Regions from separate parts of the Mus musculus genome. Here regions 2 and 3 are each linked to region 1. Evidence: chromatin contacts called from public HiChIP or PLAC-seq data. All regions are on one chromosome and are shown on one strand. Each heading gives the region's core, a stretch centred on a gene start, on an enhancer-like site or on the middle of the called end of the contact. The rest is flanking DNA. Distances are from core to core; before and after follow the strand shown. Region 1 overlaps Dusp10 (dual specificity phosphatase 10). Region 2 has its middle 13 kb from the start of Mtarc2. Region 3 has its middle 33 kb from the start of Gm23349.

Region 1 (2,677 bases), core at 97-2,596:
ACTAAGGATGACATTGATGATTTCGGATAGTGGCAGATGTTCTGATATGTGGTCAAGGAGTTAGCTGAGAGAATACTCATAATATCAGGAAGAGCCCTTCTGGGAGACCACAGTCACTGAGCCCTGCGTGCTGTCTGCTCTGCAATGGTTAGGATAGGATGGAATGTGGCCCTCAAGTGTCTATGTTTTGGAAACGATGTTTTCCCGACATGGTGATACTGCAAAGTTTGATACCTCATAGGAGGTCAACTTGTCACTGTCCCTGGTAGAGCATGAGACTGGTTTTGTGGAAACCTGACAGCAGAGTTGTTATTTAAAAAAAAAATGATGAGAAAAGAAGTGGGTAGTCCAGCCCAGCTGTTACCCTGGTTTTCTGTCCCCCCTATTTCCCATCCCAGCTGTGATGCCACCTGTCATGATGTGACACAGCCAAGGTGACCTTCACCAAAGTTAGCACCATACTGTAAGAGCTTTAGTCTCTGAAACTAGGAAGTAAACAAATCTGTCTTTGTATCCCGCCTCAATTACTTTGTAATGGGAACGGAAACAGATTCCTGCACCCTCCCCATATAGAATAATCCTGTGGAGGTTTCTTCTACTCCTTGAATAGTTCCTCAGCTGACAGCAGCAGCATGTCCTAACATTTCACTTGGAAATCATGTAAGATTCTCCCAGGCCAAAGGCTCAAATGCAGCAGAACTCCCAACTCCTGGTACTGGTTGCAAGTCCCAGGGTGTCACTGCACTTCTGACCAACTAGCTGGCAATAAAAGTTCTAGAACTCATTCTCTAGATTTGATTAATTTGCCATGACAGCTCACAGAAATTGGAGAAACATTTAGTGAATTTGCTTAATATAAAGGATATTATAAAGCGTGCACATGAACAGGCAGACAGCAGAGCCATGTAAGACGATGTGCAGGTCTTGTGTCATATGTAGGCATGCTATCCCTCCAGTCACTTCCACATGGCCCAGCCATCTGGAAACTCACCAAACCTTGTTCTTTTGAGTTTCTATGGTGTTTTCATTAAGTCTGAATGATTGATGACATTTTTGGCCATAGGTGAGCAATTCACTTTCATCTTCTCTAGATCAAGATTGAGGGCTAGAGCCGAAATTCCCTAGCCTCTAACCCTGCTTTCTACTTTCTGGTATCACTTCCATCTGGAAGGTGTTAAGGGCTCCCAGACTGCCACTCACCTTGTTGGCATACAAACAGTCACTCTTATCTCTTTGGAGATTGCCAGGGTCATCTGGGTGTGCGTTGCTTAGTATCACAGTATCACACTGAGGGAATGACTTGAAAGAGTGGTTAAACACAGAGAGCCTTGGAATAGATCATTGATGTCTCACACCTTACCAACGGACTGTTCTTGCTGTGACTCACCTCTGTCTGCTTTGTGTTGTAGTAGGGCTTTGTTGAGCTTAAGGAGTGCTCGAGGGGTGGGGTCAGGAGGGAAGAATGAAAGAATTAACCAATGAGCTTGCATCCAAGAGGTTGGCAATAAATGTCATAAGCAAGAAGCCGAGTCCCTTTAGTGTGGAAAGAAGAGCTACTCTGTGATTCCCTGCCCTCAGGAGGTCTTCCCCCCGCTGTACCATGTTGGATATGGCCTTCAGGGAATGTGCCTAGGAAGTCCGACGGTGCCAGAGGTGGAGTGCAAACAGGGTCAGGTTTCTGTTCTTCCCTCCTGGGCTGCAGGGATGGTTACTGGGATGGTTCTCCAGTAACCTTGAGCTTATGTTTATAATCTATGATCCCACTCCAGACCAGCAGGCTGTATTGGTTGGACCATAATGTGGTCTACCAGATGGGGACACCTCAGCTTTTGACCCGTTACTATATCCTGGCACTACAACAACCACCTCCAGAGGTTTCCAGACCCTTTCTCCTATCTCTTCGTGGGAATGGAGACCATGCCTGGTTTCAGTTTGACCTTGCAGAGCTCAGCCATTGCGGGTGATTTGACTTTGGCATGTGGCTGCAGAGGCAGCTCCTGCCTTCCCTTCCAGGCAGTTGATGGTTAATATACTTATCGTTGCTAACTATTCTTGCCAAATATAGACTTATAGCTCTGACTTACAGAAGTCAGAAGTAGAAGCTGTTGCGATATATTTTTTGCGGACTGAAAACATTGGCTAAAGAAAGCATTCCAAATTGTGATAGGAGCAGTGGCGCTTCTCCCATCTCGCTTCCTGAATTCCCCAGGCCAAAGCCCTTTGACCTGCAGATCATTACAAAATCCATGGCTGTAAACGCTGTTGTTTGAGTGTGGGGTTTCCTTCAAAACAAGTTGAGTGGCTTACGGATTTGACTGGCCAGTTCTGTTCATCACCATTAGGCATGGGTCCCAACCCCAGTCTCCATTGTAACCCTCGTCTTTTCCTCCCCTCTCCTGACCATAGATGACTTTTTTGTTTGTTTGTTTGTTTTTTTGTTTTTTTTTTTTTTGTTTTTGAGACAGGGTTTTTCTGTATAGCCCTGGCTGTCCTGGAACTCACTTTGTAGACCAGACTGGCCTCGAACTCAGAAATCCGACTGCCTCTGCCTTCCAAGTGCTGGGATTAAAGGTGTCACCACCGCCCGGCCCATAGATGACTTCTGATGACTTTCTCTGAATATAATTTCCAGTGGGAATGCTTCATGGTAGAAGAATGTAGTCTTTTGAAGCTTGCC
Region 2 (2,677 bases), core at 80-2,579, 800 kb after region 1:
AATAAATTACATTTATTTGTTATATATTTATATATAAATATATATTTGTATATTTATATAATATATAAAAATATATTAACAAGGGTTCCTACAAAGGAGAAGAAACGAAAGAGCAAGAGCAGACGCAGTGATGGCTGGGCACACAGGGCGGATGAAGCTCCAGGGTTTGAAAACGTGGAGGGCCGTGAGTCAGCAATCATGTGCGGCCTGTGGGAGCTGGGGAGACAGCATCAGAAATACATATGGGAAAAGCACAACTATTCAGAACCAAACACCCACTCCTAAACAGCAGCCGGTCAGAGAATAAATCATGAGGGGGACTAGAAAACATGGCTAAGCCAACAAGGATAAAAATAAAGCAGGAAGAACTTGTAGGACCATGCTGGAGCAGCACTGAGAGGAACTCGGATCCGAACAGAGAAAAGACCTGAAGCTGGGTTAGTGAGGTGGCTCAGTGGGTTAGGGTGGCTGCCAACAAACCTGACCACCTGAGTTTGGATCCAGGAACACACAAGGTAGTAAAGAAAGGTTGTCTTTGACTTCCATATATAGAAGGTGGCACATACACACACAAACACAGACTGACCAACTGACAGACAGACAGACACACACACAGACTGACCAACTGACTGACAGACAGACAGACACACACACAAACACAGACTGACCAACCGACAGACAGACACACACACACACAGACTGACCAACTGACAGACAGACACACACACACAAACACAGACTGACCAACTGACAGACAGACAGACACACACACACAAACACAGACTGACCAACCAACAAACAGACAGACACACACAGCTGGATGTGGTAGCACAGTCCTTTAATCCTAGCACTCAGGAGACACAGACAGGTTGATCTTTGTTACTTTGAGGCAACTAGAGCTACATAGTGAAACATTGTTTCATATATATATATATATATTTGAAGCTGGAGGCAGGAGCAGATGCAGAGGCCATGGAGGGGTGCTGCTTACTGGCTTGCTCCTTGTGGTTTGCTCAGCTTGCTTTTTTCATTTGGAGGTTCTAGAAGGGGAGCATCGAGCAATCCTCTATTCAGGGAAGGTCTTCCTGAATACTCTTCAACCAAAGCCCAGTGTGCAGCTCCAGGAAGGACACACATGGAGCCACCAAGGAGGAAACAAACACCTGCCTAGCCAGCCAGATCAGCCGAATCAACCCAGGTGATCAACAGGGTGACAGAGTAACAGATATTGCAGCCAGAATGATCTCACATCCTCAGCCTGTTCTCTTATAGAACCTAGAACTACCAACCCAGAGATGACATCACCCACAGTGGGCTGGGTTCTTGCCCATCAATCATTAACTAAGACAATGCCCTTCAGCAGGAAGTTTTGTTTTGTTTTTCAAGACAGGGTTTTTCTGTGTAGCCCTGGCTGTCTGTCCTGAAACTCACTTTGTAGACCAGGCCAGCTTTGAACTCACAGAGATCCCCCTGCCTCTGCCTCTGCCTCTGCCTCTGCCTCTGCCTCTGCCTCTGCCTCTGCCTCTGCCTCTGCCTCTGCCTCTGCCTCTGCCTCTGCCTCTGCCTCTGCCTCTGCCTCTGCCTCTGCCTCTGCCTCTGCCTCTGCCTCTGCCTCTGCCTCCAGAGTCCTAGTATTAAGGCATGTACCACCTTTGCCCAGCTCCTTCAGCCAGATCTTACAGAGGCATTGAAGTCCCCCCTTTTCAAAGACTGGTTCGTGTCAAGGCGACCTGAACCTACCTAGCCATCATACTGAGTGACTAATGTTCTAGCTTAAGACATGAGAGAGAGAGAGAGAGAGAGAGAGAGAGAGAGAGAGAGAGAGAGAGAACTAAATCTAAAAGAAGCAGAAAGAAGATAGTTATGGAGATTAGATAAATGAAATAGCTGGGCACTCGATCGTGTGTGTTGCTAAGATTGAATGCACCCACTGGGTAAGTGCACTGTCACCTAGCTGCATCACAAGTCCTTTCAGGATGTAAAATACAGGTGTTAAATACAGGTTACTAAATCCTCACAGGCATTCGAGAGTACCATCCAGTCTCCTGGGTTCAGGGATGGCTGAAGATACATATGTGTAACCCAAGAGCAAGTCCTATAGGGACTACTCACTCCTGACCACTTGAACTCCTATTTCTCTAGATGTGGCTCTCTTTCTCCTTAAATGGTGGGTTGGGACAGCTGGTTTTAACCGTCAAATTGGCATAACCTAGAATTTCCTGAGAAGAGAGTCTCAGACTGTCTAGCCCTGGTTGGGCCATGGGCGTGTCTCTTGGGGGATTCTCCCAATTGTCTTAGTTGATTTGGAAAGATGCACCAGCTATTAATAAAGAGAAAGGCTTCAGTTGTCTACACTGCACACACTTGCTCAGGGAGCGTGGCCCCTAGGTAGCCTCCTTTTAACGCAGACCTTGGTCTCTGAAAGCAACAAACCAGTTGCCTTTAAAACCCTCCCCCCTCCTCTCCTTTGTCTCCCCCTTTCTCTCTTTTTTGTTTGCTTTTTGAGAGAAGGTCTTATGTAGCTCAGGCTGGCCTCAAACTTACCATGTGGCTGAGGATAGCCTTGAAACCCTATCCTTAGGCCACTCTCTCCTAAGTGCTGGGGTTGCAGGCATGCCCAACCCCTCCCCCATCCGGCTACACAAGATTTTTTCCAACCAACTTTGGAGAAACCACC
Region 3 (2,677 bases), core at 101-2,600, 560 kb after region 1:
GAGTTTGGGTCTCAGAGACCACATAAAAATCTGGCTGCAGAGTGGAAAAGGGGACTGGAACAACAAAGCACCTACTATGCAGGCCTGAGAAACTGAAGTGGGATCTGCAGCACCCAAAACAAAAATCTGGGCATAGCAGCATGTGACTGTAGCCCAGCACTGAGGAGCACAGCAGAGACAGGTGGGTCCTCAGAGCTTGTTAGTTATCCAGCTTAGACTAACAGAAAGACAAGCTGCAAGTTCAGTGAGAGCCTGTCACAGGGTCTAAGGTAGAAATGTGATTAAAGACTCCCAAACATCAACCTCCAGCCTCCACAGTACCCAGCAAATGCACACATACATGTACCACAGAGGGCGAGGGAGACATGGGGTGAGCGTGCTCCTACATGGCTACAAATGAAACAAGAGACCAAGTGACTCCCCAGAAATTTATAAGCAAGCTGCTCTGGCCTACATGGCAAACCAAGTTCCAGGCCAAGCAAAAGGGATGTTTCAAACCAAAGGTGTAAGGCTCTTGAGGACTGCACCCAGAGTTGTCCCTTGACCTCCATACACACTCTGTGCATATGCGTACCTGTACCTACACACATTTGAGCACAAGAACCTGTGCACATGTGCAGGCACACACACACACACACACACACACACACACACACACACACACACACATAAAGCTTTAAAGCAAAGATAAGGAAAAAGAAAACCAGAGACTGGAGAAAAGATGTACAGATCGTGTATATAATCAAAGACTAACAATGTAGACATATCTTTTCTTTTTTAAAAGGGGGTGAATTCCTGGAAATAGCCAGCCTAGTTGTGATTAGAGAAATGCAAATTCAAGTCAAACAAGATCTCACTGTACAGCCTAGCAGGCACTCAGAACACTCCAGAGCATGAGAAACAGGGGCCACTGCTGTCCTTTGCTGACCAGGTGACTCAGTAGAATGACTTTGGCCTTTTGTAGTTTCTTATACAACCAGACACACACTTGACCATGCATCCCATCAACCCTAGGTGTTGTCTTGTTACGGTCTCCGTTGCTATGAACACCATGACCAAGGCAACTCTTAAAAAGGACAGCATTTAAATGACACTGGCTTACAGATTCAGAGGTTCAGTCCATCAAGGCAGGAGCATGGCAAAGTCCAGGCAGGCGTGGCACTGGAGAAGGAGTTGAGAATTCTACATCTTGATCCAATGGCAGACAGGAGAAGACTGTCTTCCAGGCAGCTAAGAGGAAGGTCTCCAAGCCCGTTCTTCCAACAAGGCCACACCTACTAACAGTGCCATTCCCTGGGACGAGCATATTCAAAATACCACGTGTTTACTCAAGTGAACTGGAAATTTATACTAATATAAAAGCCTGGGCATTGGTGCTGAGGAGATGACTCAGTGCATAAAGTATTTGTATTGCAAGCTTAAGGACCAGAGTTCATTCAAATCCCCAGCAACCCTAGAAAATCCAAGTGGTCATGGTGGCCAGCCTGGAATCCCAGCAGTTAGGAGACAGTTACAGGGGATCTTTGTGGGCAAGCCGACTAGTTGGAGTATTCTAGTTGTCTCTTACAAGGGTGCAGGTATTCTGAACATGTACAGTAAAGCTAAAAAATAATTAGAGAAAATCTTACCTAGATAATGAGATCGGGTTTCTTACTGTTAATGAGAGAAGCTAGAGCTAATCAAGAGAAGGCTGAGACCACATCAGCTACTAAAGTAGAATCTGAGATGGCAGCGTGAACCAGTGCTTACATCACTGTTGTAGATTAGGATAGAAATAATACAGATTTGTGTGCATACTGACACAGGCTAAATTACACACACACACACACACACACACACACACACACACACTGTGACACTTTATTAACATTGATTCTCACCTTGTTAGGACCTAGAATTAACTAGGAGAGGAGCCTCTGGACACGCCTAAGAGGAATTATCTAGACTAGGTTGGCCTCTGGCAAATCTGTGAGAGATTATGCTGTTTAGGTGAACTGATGTGGGAAAATCTATCCTGGAGATAGGTGGCACCACTCTAGGGCTTTGTCCTGACTGCCTAAAAAGGAAAAGGCTCCCTGTGCTTGGAGTTCGGACACAATGTGACCAGCTGAGAACAGCCATTTGCCTCCCCGAGCTTCCTGCGTGTGGACACAATGTGACCAGCTGTTTCAAGTTCCTATTGTCATGATTACCACAAAGGACTGTTCCTGGAACTGTGAGCCAAAAAAAAAAAAAACCAAAAAACAAAAAACAAAAAACAAAAAACACTTCCTTCCTTAAATTGCTGCTCTTGGGGTCTTTTATCACAGCAGAAGAAAAATAAGCGATACATACAACCCCTAACTCTGCCTGCTCAAAGGTGCTAGAATTGCTGCCACTCTGGCATCCTGTCCATATCTAGATTTCCAAATGTTACTCTCCCATGAAAGAAATCAGGTATTCTTGGAAAAGTGCCTGATTCTAAGGACACAGCAGAGAAACCGCAAGACAGATCTGGAGTAACTTAAAGTTTCAAAAATTAAAAGTGTGCTAAAAAAAATTAATCAATTAAAAGGTAGTTACATATCAAAAGTATTCTTCTGTCCATCCCAAAGGGCTTCCAGAAGACTAGGAAGAACTTAGGATAATACTTTCCTAGCATATACAAACTCTAGTACTGAAAAAAAAAATCTCTCAA

What was found. HiChIP or PLAC-seq counts read pairs in DNA pulled down with a chosen protein or histone mark.
Region 2: a FOXA1 HiChIP or PLAC-seq map of pancreatic cancer cells shows a contact between it and region 1. The contact joins two enhancer-like sites. A contact is called at or near these places in 1 of 115 datasets of contacts at active chromatin or transcription factors (pancreatic cancer cells) and 2 of 9 other capture datasets (embryonic tail and embryonic trunk).
Region 3: a FOXA1 HiChIP or PLAC-seq map of pancreatic cancer cells shows a contact between it and region 1. The contact joins two enhancer-like sites. A contact is called at or near these places in 1 of 15 datasets of contacts at CTCF or cohesin (the NIH/3T3 cell line), 1 of 115 datasets of contacts at active chromatin or transcription factors (pancreatic cancer cells) and 1 of 9 other capture datasets (embryonic trunk).

Annotation. Positions count from the first base shown.
Region 1 is chr1:184,056,220-184,058,896 of GRCm38.p6, forward strand. All of the region lies in intron 2 of Dusp10 (dual specificity phosphatase 10), which reads left to right. Among named protein-coding and RNA genes, the nearest start is that of Dusp10, 23 kb to the left of the region's middle. Within about 2 kb of position 1,347, at least 22 of the 459 cell types and tissues checked have an H3K27ac peak or open chromatin away from gene starts, as enhancers often do. A contact at or near this core is called in pancreatic cancer cells, where this site is marked.
Region 2 is chr1:184,857,177-184,859,853 of GRCm38.p6, forward strand. No RefSeq gene overlaps it. Among named protein-coding and RNA genes, the nearest start is that of Mtarc2, 13 kb to the left of the region's middle. Within about 2 kb of position 1,330, at least 20 of the 459 cell types and tissues checked have an H3K27ac peak or open chromatin away from gene starts, as enhancers often do. A contact at or near this core is called in pancreatic cancer cells, where this site is marked.
Region 3 is chr1:184,611,696-184,614,372 of GRCm38.p6, forward strand. No RefSeq gene overlaps it. Among named protein-coding and RNA genes, the nearest start is that of Gm23349, 33 kb to the left of the region's middle. Within about 2 kb of position 1,351, at least 27 of the 459 cell types and tissues checked have an H3K27ac peak or open chromatin away from gene starts, as enhancers often do. A contact at or near this core is called in pancreatic cancer cells, where this site is marked.